2 separate regions of the Mus musculus genome follow, and region 2 is linked to region 1. Evidence: chromatin contacts called from public HiChIP or PLAC-seq data. All regions are on one chromosome and are shown on one strand. The core of a region is the stretch at or near the end of the contact, and the rest is flanking DNA. Distances in the headings are between cores, read along the strand shown. Region 1 overlaps Ticrr (TOPBP1-interacting checkpoint and replication regulator). Region 2 holds the start of Wdr93 (WD repeat domain 93).

What was found. HiChIP or PLAC-seq counts read pairs in DNA pulled down with a chosen protein or histone mark.
Region 2: an H3K27ac HiChIP or PLAC-seq map of embryonic stem cells shows a contact between it and region 1, with 6 read pairs. The contact joins the promoter of Wdr93 here to the enhancer-like site in region 1. A contact is called at or near these places in 9 of 39 promoter capture datasets (the HPC-7 cell line, HPC-7-derived erythroid cells, cranial neural crest and 6 more), 12 of 484 Hi-C or Micro-C datasets (the C2C12 cell line, CD8 T cells, cardiomyocytes and 7 more), 13 of 115 datasets of contacts at active chromatin or transcription factors (the 230-238 cell line, the SCID.adh cell line, bone marrow-derived macrophages and 7 more) and 3 of 9 other capture datasets (adipose tissue, liver and pancreatic islet).

Annotation. Positions count from the first base shown.
Region 1 is chr7:79,677,415-79,682,264 of GRCm38.p6, forward strand. Ticrr (TOPBP1-interacting checkpoint and replication regulator) reads left to right here. Exons shown (of 22, transcript NM_029835.1): 7 at 1-31; 8 at 1,601-1,752; 9 at 3,494-3,594; 10 at 4,396-4,489; 11 at 4,576-4,655; 12 at 4,835-4,850. Among named protein-coding and RNA genes, the nearest start is that of Ticrr, 20 kb to the left of the region's middle. Within about 2 kb of position 3,012, at least 3 of the 459 cell types and tissues checked have an H3K27ac peak or open chromatin away from gene starts, as enhancers often do. A contact at or near this core is called in embryonic stem cells, where this site is marked.
Region 2 is chr7:79,741,670-79,746,009 of GRCm38.p6, forward strand. Wdr93 (WD repeat domain 93) reads left to right here and starts at 1,480. Exons shown (of 18, transcript NM_001381990.1): 1 at 1,480-1,568. Pex11a (peroxisomal biogenesis factor 11 alpha) reads right to left here and starts at 1,462. Exons shown (of 3, transcript NM_011068.2): 1 at 1,241-1,462. The coding sequence starts at 1,296.

The DNA.
Region 1 (4,850 bases), core at 1,762-4,261:
GGAAGGATATTAAGAAGTTCTAAACTTAAAGGTATTCATTCACCCTAGAGCGTCTGGTGTCTGTTATTATATAAGAGGTCTGGAGGCTGAGGAATCTAGCCCAGTTGATAGAGTGCTTGCCTAGCATTCATGAAGTCCTTGGGATGATTCCCCAGAACCACATAACACTTAGCATGCTATACGTATAATCTCAGCACTAGGAGACAGAGGCAGGAGGATCAGAATTTTGGTGACATTGCATCTATGTAATAAATTTGCAGAAACCTCGTGTAAATAAATATACAAACAAATCAAATGAGCTAGGGGGAGGGAGAGGAGAAATAGATTATTTGGGGAATTGAATACTAGAGTACAACCTGAGTTGTTATTCTTTAGGCGCCATCCACCTTTTAAAAATTCTTAATTAATTTTATTAAACTAAGGTCTCATATAGTCCAGGCTATCTTCAAGCTCTCTATGTAACTGGCCTTGAACTCCTGATCCTCCTGCCTCTACCTCCCCAGTACTAGGATTACAGGCATGTGCTACCAGCCCAGTAGAATCTTTCACTGACCTGGAGCTTACTGAGAGAGTAGGCTGGCTAGCTAGCGAGCCCTAGGGGTCCACCTGTCTACATTCCCCCAGGATTGGGAGTATAAGTGTGGTCCACCACATCTGGCGTTTTAAAATGCTGGTGCTGGAAGCTCAGGTCCCCATAGCTTAACAGAGCCATATTGTTGAGTTTTAAATATTTTTTTACAATATTTTAATTTGTATTTATATGCTCATGTATGCATGTGCATGTTATGGAAGGTCACATGGAGGTCAGAGGACAGCTCATGGGAGCTCATCCTCTCTGTCCACCTTGTGGGTCCTAGAGATCAAACTCAGGTCATTAGGCTTGGCACAGCTGTGGATTATCCCCAGCTGTGGATTATCCTCAGCTGTGGATCCCTTACTAGCCTGTTACTAAGTTTAAAGGGGCTCTGTATATTTTGGATAATGGGCCTTTATCTGATGTCCTTTGTAAATATTTTCTATAAATCTATGGTTTACCTTTTACACTCTTGTCAGTATGTTGGTAGAACATTAGTATTTATTTTATTTTTAGTTGGTTGGATGTTTGGGTTTTATAAAAAAATCATGTGTAGCCCAGGCTAATCTCAAGCCTACTATGTGGCTGAGTCCTGCCTTGCCCACCTATCCCTTTCTCCAGATCACCCAGGTGTCTTTGTTATCTTGTAGCAGTCCGAGACCTTTTCTTCTCATACTGTGACTGACTCACTTGGATTCCTCTGGAGCATACAGGCTGTGTCTGAACCTAACATTCCCATCTGGGTGTTCAGTCATCCTAGCACATGATCTGTTTTGTTTGTTTGTCCATCTTTTATTCATTGTATCACACACCTTTGTTCTTTGTTAAAAGTCAGTCTACTGCTAGGCACTGTGGAACATTTCACGTCATCCCTGACATGTACACACTACATGCTAGAAAGCTCTAGGGTCAGTCACGGCCATCCAGACATAGATTTCTCCTGGAAGACAAAAGTCTCTGTCCCCTTACAGGATACATGGAGTTGATCTGAATATGATAACCACATGTTCTTTTTCACCCCCACAGAATTTAAAACCGAGGAGGAGCTTCTGGCTTACATACATGACAACTACCAAAAGGCTGTGGCTACGGAAGAAATCACATTGTATTCATGTGCACAAAATATGGTCTCAACCATTAAAATGTTCCTAAAATCAAAGGACATCAAGGAATTAGAAGTAAGAAAGTCTAGATAATACTGCCATAAATGTAGTGTTTGATGGTTGGTGGGTTTAGTGCACATCCTTAAAGAATTTCCAGTACACTGCACATGATTGAAAAATGATGACTAGGCTGGAGAGATGGCTCATTGTAAAAGCACTGCTTTCCAGAGGACCCAGGATCAACTCCCAGCTACATGGTGGCTCAAAATCTTTAGTAACCAGTTTCAAGCAATCTGATGCCCTCTTCTGCCCTCTTTGGGCACTGCATGCAAAAGGTACACAGATGTACATGCAGTCAAAACACCTATACATGTAAAATAAAATAAAGATATGTGAATAGTTAAAAAAAGAAAAGTGCTGAGTAGAGGATTGGTACAATTCCAGGTTCTGGAATATGAACCTGATAAACCAGAAGCCAGACATTCAAGTGGACTTCTGTCCAATGACACTGCTCTAATTGGTGTTGTGTGTTTATATGAATTAAACTAGCGGTTTTAACCCTAGCTGCTCTTCAGAATGACTTTGTTGTTGTTGATTTTGTTTATTATTTATGTTTGTTTATTTTTTGTGTATATAAGTATTTTGTCTGCATTTATGTCTGCATATTATATGCACTGAATTCCCTGGAACTGGAGTTACAGACATTTGTTAACTACCATGTGGGTGCTGGGAATCAAACCTGGGTCTTCTGGAAGAGCAGACAGTGCTCTTAATTGCCGAGCCATCTCACCAGCCCTGTTGGTTTTTCTTGTTGCTGTTTTGTTTTTTAAAAGATTTATTTATTTTATTTTATAAGAGTACACTGTAGCTGTCTTCAGACACATGGGAAGAGGGCATTGGATACCATTACAGATGGTTGTAAGCCACCATGTTTTTGCTGGGAATTGAACTCCGGCCTCTGGAAGAATAGTCAGTGCTTTTAACTACTGAACCATCTTTCCAGCCCCCTGTTGTTTTGTTTCGAATGCTAGTGTCTGGTCCTTCCATACTGACAGACTAACTCTAGGTCTCTTTGTTTTGGAAGTTGGGCATATATTTGTTTTAAAAATGTCCTGCATAACTCTAACTTATTGAAAACCACAGTTTTAGAATACCTTATTGCCTTTATTCATATTTAATGGCAAAAGCAGGGCTCTTTCTCTATAGTGGGAGAGCTGTTTACAATTATCACAGCTTTGTGTGGACCTTCTCTTTTAAAAGTAAGTGTATGTAGCAGGGTGTGGTGGCATACTCCTTTAATTCCTGCACTTGGAGGCAGAGGTGAGGGAGGGGCGTGTCTTTGTGAGTTCAAGGCCATCCTGGTCTACATGTTAAGTTCCAGGACATCCAGGATGGGGGGTGGGGGGGAGAGACTGGGGGAGGGAGAGAGGGAGGGAGGGAGAGAGAGACTGTCTCAAGGAAAAAAAAGATCTTTCTTTGTGGTGTGTGTATGTATATATGTATGTATGCATGCACACGTGCATGAGAAGTACTTGCAGACTGCAGAGAGCGTATCTGATCCTCAAGAGCTAGAATTACAAGTGGTTGTGAACCGGCTAACATTGATGCCCACTAGCAATCCTCTGCAAGAGCAAGATCTGCTCTCAACCCTAGCCATTGAGCCATCTGTACAGCCCAAGGAACTTTCCTTTAACAGTTCAAATCTAAAAGCTTGCTGTATCTATTAAAAAAAAAAAAAAAGGACCACATTCTCTTTAAGATATCAAAGGGAAAGGTAGGCAACAGTTTTCTCCTTCATAATTACTTTGTATTGCAGGTGGCCTGCCTGAGTCATGTGAACAGTAACCTCTTAAAAACCAGCAAGACCCTTAGACAGAACCTAGCCGGAAAGATGGATACAGAGGACAAAGTCGGAGAGTAAGAAACCACTTTATTTTCACCCGGACTCTAAAACAGGTCTGAGGTTATCTTTGTCATGATCTTTATGATGTTCTGAGGGGCAGTTGGACTCGCCTGATTTCTTAAGACTCGCACCAGTCTTTAGAGAAAACCCTGGATTCCTTCCCTTTTTTTTTTTTTTTAAGAAAGACTATATTATGGGGCCCAGCTGGCCTCAAACTTGCTCTCTAACTGAGTCTGGCCTTGAATTCCATCTCCTACTCCCACCTCATAAATATTGAGATTTAGATGTGTTTTCACCATTCCCAGTTTATCTAGTTGTGGGAATTAAAAGCAGGGCTGGCGGGCCTCAGGCATTCTAGGCAAGCACTTTACCAACTGAGCTGCATCCCCATTCCCCCTACCTGTGCCCTGCTTGCTTGCTTTCTTTCTTTCTTTCTTTCTTTCTTTCTTTCTTTCTTTCTTTCTTTTGGTTTTTCAAGACAGGGTTTCTCTGTATAGCCCTGGCTGTCCTGGAACTCACTCTGTAGACCAGACTGGCCTCAAACTCAGAAATCCGCCTGCCTCTGCCTCCCGAGGGCTGGGATTAAAGGCGTGTGCCACCACTTCCCGGCTTATTTTTTATTTTTTTCCCTCTCTTTTTCAGTACTGGAGATTGAATCCAGGGCTTTCTATATGTGAGGCATATGCTTTAGCCCTGAGCTACATTTCCAGTTCTTGGGCATTGTTTCTACATGAATCAATAGCTCTTTGCTCTAAGAAAGAGTTTCACTAAATAGCATGCAAAGGAGATGTGACCTGGTACTTTGTTTCCTCCAGGTGCCAGCTTCAGGTATTTCTTCGTCTGGAGATGTGTGAGCAGTGCCCCTCAGTCCTGGACCGCCCAGATGAGGTGGAGCGCATAGTGGAGGAGGTAAGCCATGGCTGCCACCCCGAGCATGCTCTCATTCTCTCAGCTTCCCAGCAGAGCCTGTGGCAACTTTTTGCAATCTCTTTCAGGTGACAGATTTGCTGCGTCTGGTGTGTCTCACTAAGGACTCAGCGTACCTGTCAGAGTTTCTGGAGGAGATCTTGAGATTGTAAGTTCAATGAGTACTGGCTCAGTTTAAAAAAATTTTGTTGTTGTTGCTGTTGTTTGTTTTTGTTTTTTTTTAACAACCACTACACATGGTGTTATCTTAGAATTATAAGGTTAAAAGGGTATTTTTTCATGCTGGTAACTTCAGTTCTATGTCTAACCAATATATTCATTCCACAGGTATATTGGCTCCATC
Region 2 (4,340 bases), core at 230-2,729, 63 kb after region 1:
TGTTTTAAATAAAGTAAAAAGGAGGGCCAGAGTGAGAGCAGGAGATAGAATTCACTCTCTGACCAGAGGCTCACACTGCTTATGTTATACAGCTTCCTCTCTCAGGTTTGGTTCAATAGTGGCTGAAAACAGGGCATTATTTTAGGAATGCTAGTTGGTTTGTTTGTTCATGGTTATATAGTTCCTTAGAAAGATTGGGAAATAAAATTTTGCTGAATACATATATCCTAAATTAAAGACAGTGTAGGGTACATTCTGGGACCACTGAAATGATATATGTGTTGACCTCTAATGAACCATGGCTAATCCTCAGCCATTCTGAGACTCTATCAAGTTAAACAGAAAGGCAGCATGGCCTAAGTGAAGAGGTGGGCTGGTGCTGGAGTCAACTATGTGGACCTGCATCTTTTGGCTCGGCCACATTAGTTTTTCCTAGCCTCCTGGTTCAGTTTCCCTATATGTGAAATTAGAATATTAAAGTATCTCAGGGCTGCAATGGAGGCTCTGTACAGTCAAGTCTCACCATTAGGACTTTTCTTACTTGTATGCTTAGTTAATTTTAGAGGTTGACCACTTAAACATCTGGAAAAGAAGTGTTGTTAAATTAAACTCCTATGTTTCACACATACCCCTTTTCCTTTTCTTTTAAATGATCACCGAGGGGCATTCAAATTTCTCTTTTAAAAAAAAATGAAGTAGGATTAGTTTTAAACACGCATTGGTGATTTCGAAAGTACACTATGTACTTGGGAGGTATTGTTCAAACACTTTGTCCGCTGTACAGTTTACAGTTTACAAAGCAGCTTTTTAACAGCTTGATATCTCCAAGGCGCAGACTGGACCAAAATGAAGATAAAGAAGATAAATCTGTCTTTCCGTGAGTTACGACTTCACGAGCGCTCCAAACTACAGGTGTTCTGTTTCCTTAGCTACAAAAGAAGCTCCAAGTTTCTCTGGAAAAGAAATCTCTAGGAAAGATGTCGAGCGGCTGGGAACTTTCCCTCTCCTGGGGAAAGTTAGGAGATCGCACTCATGGGCCGCTGTCACCTCCCGAGACACCGAGGTGGCTGACACGCACAGTCCCTCCGGGTTCACAGGGAGGAGGGGCTCGGCTCGCAACTCCTCAGTGGGAGCTGGCCGCGGCCTCGTGCCTCGATTTACCGGGCTGTGACCTCTTTCTCCGAGAAGAAACCCTGGGTCCTGAAGGGACGGGGGCGGAGGCCGACAGCACCTGACTCACCTGAAAAGTCGGTCCCGGCCCTGGCTTTGGTTGGCGACTCGGATGAAGGCGTCCATGGCTCCCACCCACAGCCACGCGTTGCGCCCGCTCCCTCGTGGGTCCCCTGGGACGTCGCCGGTCCCGGGGGACAGCGGGAACAGATTAGTTGCCAGGTGGGTGGGACTTCGTCTCTCCGCCCACACGGGGGTGGGCACACCTTCGGAAACGCGGCTTTTGGAGTTCCGGTTAGTACCGGAAGTGGTAGTTACTAAGGCGACGCCAAGCCACAAGACTTGTGAGTAGAGCTGAGTTTCACAAGGTCGTGGCCTTCTCCCGTCTTGGTTTCCAGGTAGAGGCACTGAGTGGGTCATTCCCCTGCCTCAGGCGTCCAGGTGTCCCCAGGTACCCATGAACCCCATCAGGAATGCTAAATGGTCTTCTCAGGCTGCAGGCCGCATCCTTTCCCAGTGTCAGGCCTTATGATGCAGGCAACAGAGCTAAGTCAGTTCCTGGGGTGTGTTTCTAGCAGAAGAGTGGGAGTAAAGTGGGAGAATTTTCTATTAGGATTATTGAAAAACCAAATGATTCCTGAGGAAATCCTACAAGCTCCACACCAGCAAAGCACAGGCAAGGGAGATCAGTGACATTGCACCGCTGATCGTTGGTTCTGTGGCGTTTGAAGATGGAGCCCCACTTAGTAATTTTCTTCTTTTCACCGCTTCTCCCTCCTTCCTCGCCTCATTACCTCTCCCCTGTCTTTCTGTTTACCCTACCCCTTTATGATATTATTCCAGCAATGACTCTGATGGCTTGGGTGGGAATATCCTGCTGAAACACAGCCTCAGTCTCGTCACCCAACCTTCTTAGGGGATGCCCCAGAGGTGCTTTTCTAAGGATGGGGTAACATGTGAGTTCCTAGGCTTCTCTGAAAGCTTGTGGGCCAGGACCCCTCAGTGACGCCTCTCTAGCCAGCTGAGCTACGCTCACTGATCCCTGCAGGGACCTGGGCCACATTAACTGTACAATAATGCACAATACATGGTCCTCCCTCAGCTGGCAGGCTTTCCTAATGCTCTAACTTGTTACTGCGGACAGCAAGGCTCCCTATTGTGGGCTAGTAAAAAAAAAAAAAAAAAAAAAAAAAAAAAAAAAGAAATAGTTGCAGATTGAAACTGGAGGGCGATTTTACTGCCAGCTTGAAAGAAAAAAAAAAAGACAACAGGGCAAACTGTGAATCTCAGTAGCTTCCAAGAATAGAGAGATGAAGAAGAGGAGGAAAAGAGAAAGCCGTGCTTTTTACAATGGAGGTTCCCAAGCAGCAGCTTGGTGAAAGGGTGGGAGCAGCGTGCGGACAGCATGTGAGAAAACCCAGAGTCTCTGGTGGAAGCTCTGCAAGCTGCTCCTTGAAAGGAAATTTATAAGCTTGCTCGGTGTGTCTGTGAAATCGGGTCGCCTACTTTTCTCTATTCCCTGCTTCGGGCCTGCCCCTAACACTTGCAGGCCCGAAGTAAAGTACACACCAGACCTATAGACTCTATGTTTAACTATTTGAAAATTGTATAACAAGTAACAAACTGTGAAATATGTTCTAGTTCCTTGATTGACACACATTCTCACAGTAACAGAAAGCCAGGCTGACTTTTAGAATTCTAAGGCTCCTTGAAACACCCACAAACACAGCTGGACTATGTAGTAGTACAGAGAAAAATGACTCCCAGACCTTCCCCACTTCTCTTCTGATTTCTTGCTCCCCCTACATTGATGAAAGGGGGGAATGTGTGGATACTGCAAGCCACACTCAAAATCTGTCGAATATCTCTGCAGACAGCTATGCTGTAGGCAACAGTTAGGTCTATCTGTGCTCATGTTAGCATCTGGTTCCCCTCTAGGAGGAACTAGGGAAGGCTTGTGCAGATCCTGGTATCATCTGGGCAGTGGTTTCCGTAGACTTGACTAGAAGAGGGAAGTAAGGTTTTAGGTAAGGATATCCTCTTGGCTCCATGACCGTGTAATTCTCCTTTCCAAAAGAAAGAGCTACGGAGAGAATGGGGCATCCTCTTTAAGAGCCCAGTGGCTCAGCCTCGTTTTTCCACCCTGCACCCCCTCTCCTCCTACCACCTCTCCACTCCTACTTCTATATCATTTGGGGTGGAGGGCTGCTTTGTGACATACTGGGTTTGACCAGAGCTACTTCTGATGGCATGGTTGTGTAGCAGTACGCATTTGTTGAATACTGGCTAAGTACAAATCGCGCTGCTTGGCTCGCTGTGCAGGAGGAACCACAATGAATGAATGAGCACAGTTGATCTGTCCGATGACAGAGACAAACATGGGTGCTTTTCTTTCTCCTGAAGTGCAAGATTTACGTCACTTGTTTTCAGTGCATTCCTGCATTCTGAACAATATCATAAAAATGTAATCATATCGTGTGGGTTTCTTTTTTTTTTCTGATTTCTTTCACCTACCATAATGTACTTGAGCTTCATTCATGTTGTACATATCAGTACTTGGTAATTTTTTTTTTAGATTTATTTATTATATATACAGCATTCTGCTGGCATGTCCCAGAAGAGGGCACCAGATCTCATTATAGATGATTGTAAGCCACCATGTGATTGCTGGGAATTGAACTCAGGACTTCTGGAAGAGCAGTCTGTCCTTTCAACCTCTGAGCCATTTCTCCAGCCCAAGAACTTGGAGTATTTTTTAAAATTATTTATTTATTATATATACATACACTGTAGTTGTCTTCAGAAACACCAAAAGAGGGCACCAGATCTCATTATGGATGGTTGTGAGCCACCATGTGGTTGCTGGGATTTGAACTCAGACCTCTGGAAGAGTAGTCAGTGCTCTGAACCGCTGAGCCATCTCTCCACACCCCCCCTTTTTTTTTTAAAGATTTATTTATTTATTATATGTAAGTACACAGTAGCTATCTTCAGACACTCCAGAAGAGGGCGTCAGATCTTGTTACAGATGGTTGTGAGCCACCATGTGGTTGCTAGGATTTGAACTCCGGACCTTCGGAAGAGCAGTCGGGTGCTCTTACCCACTGAACCATCTCACCAGCCCATGGAGTAATTTTTATAGTTAACCATTGACCCACTGAGGTGCACTT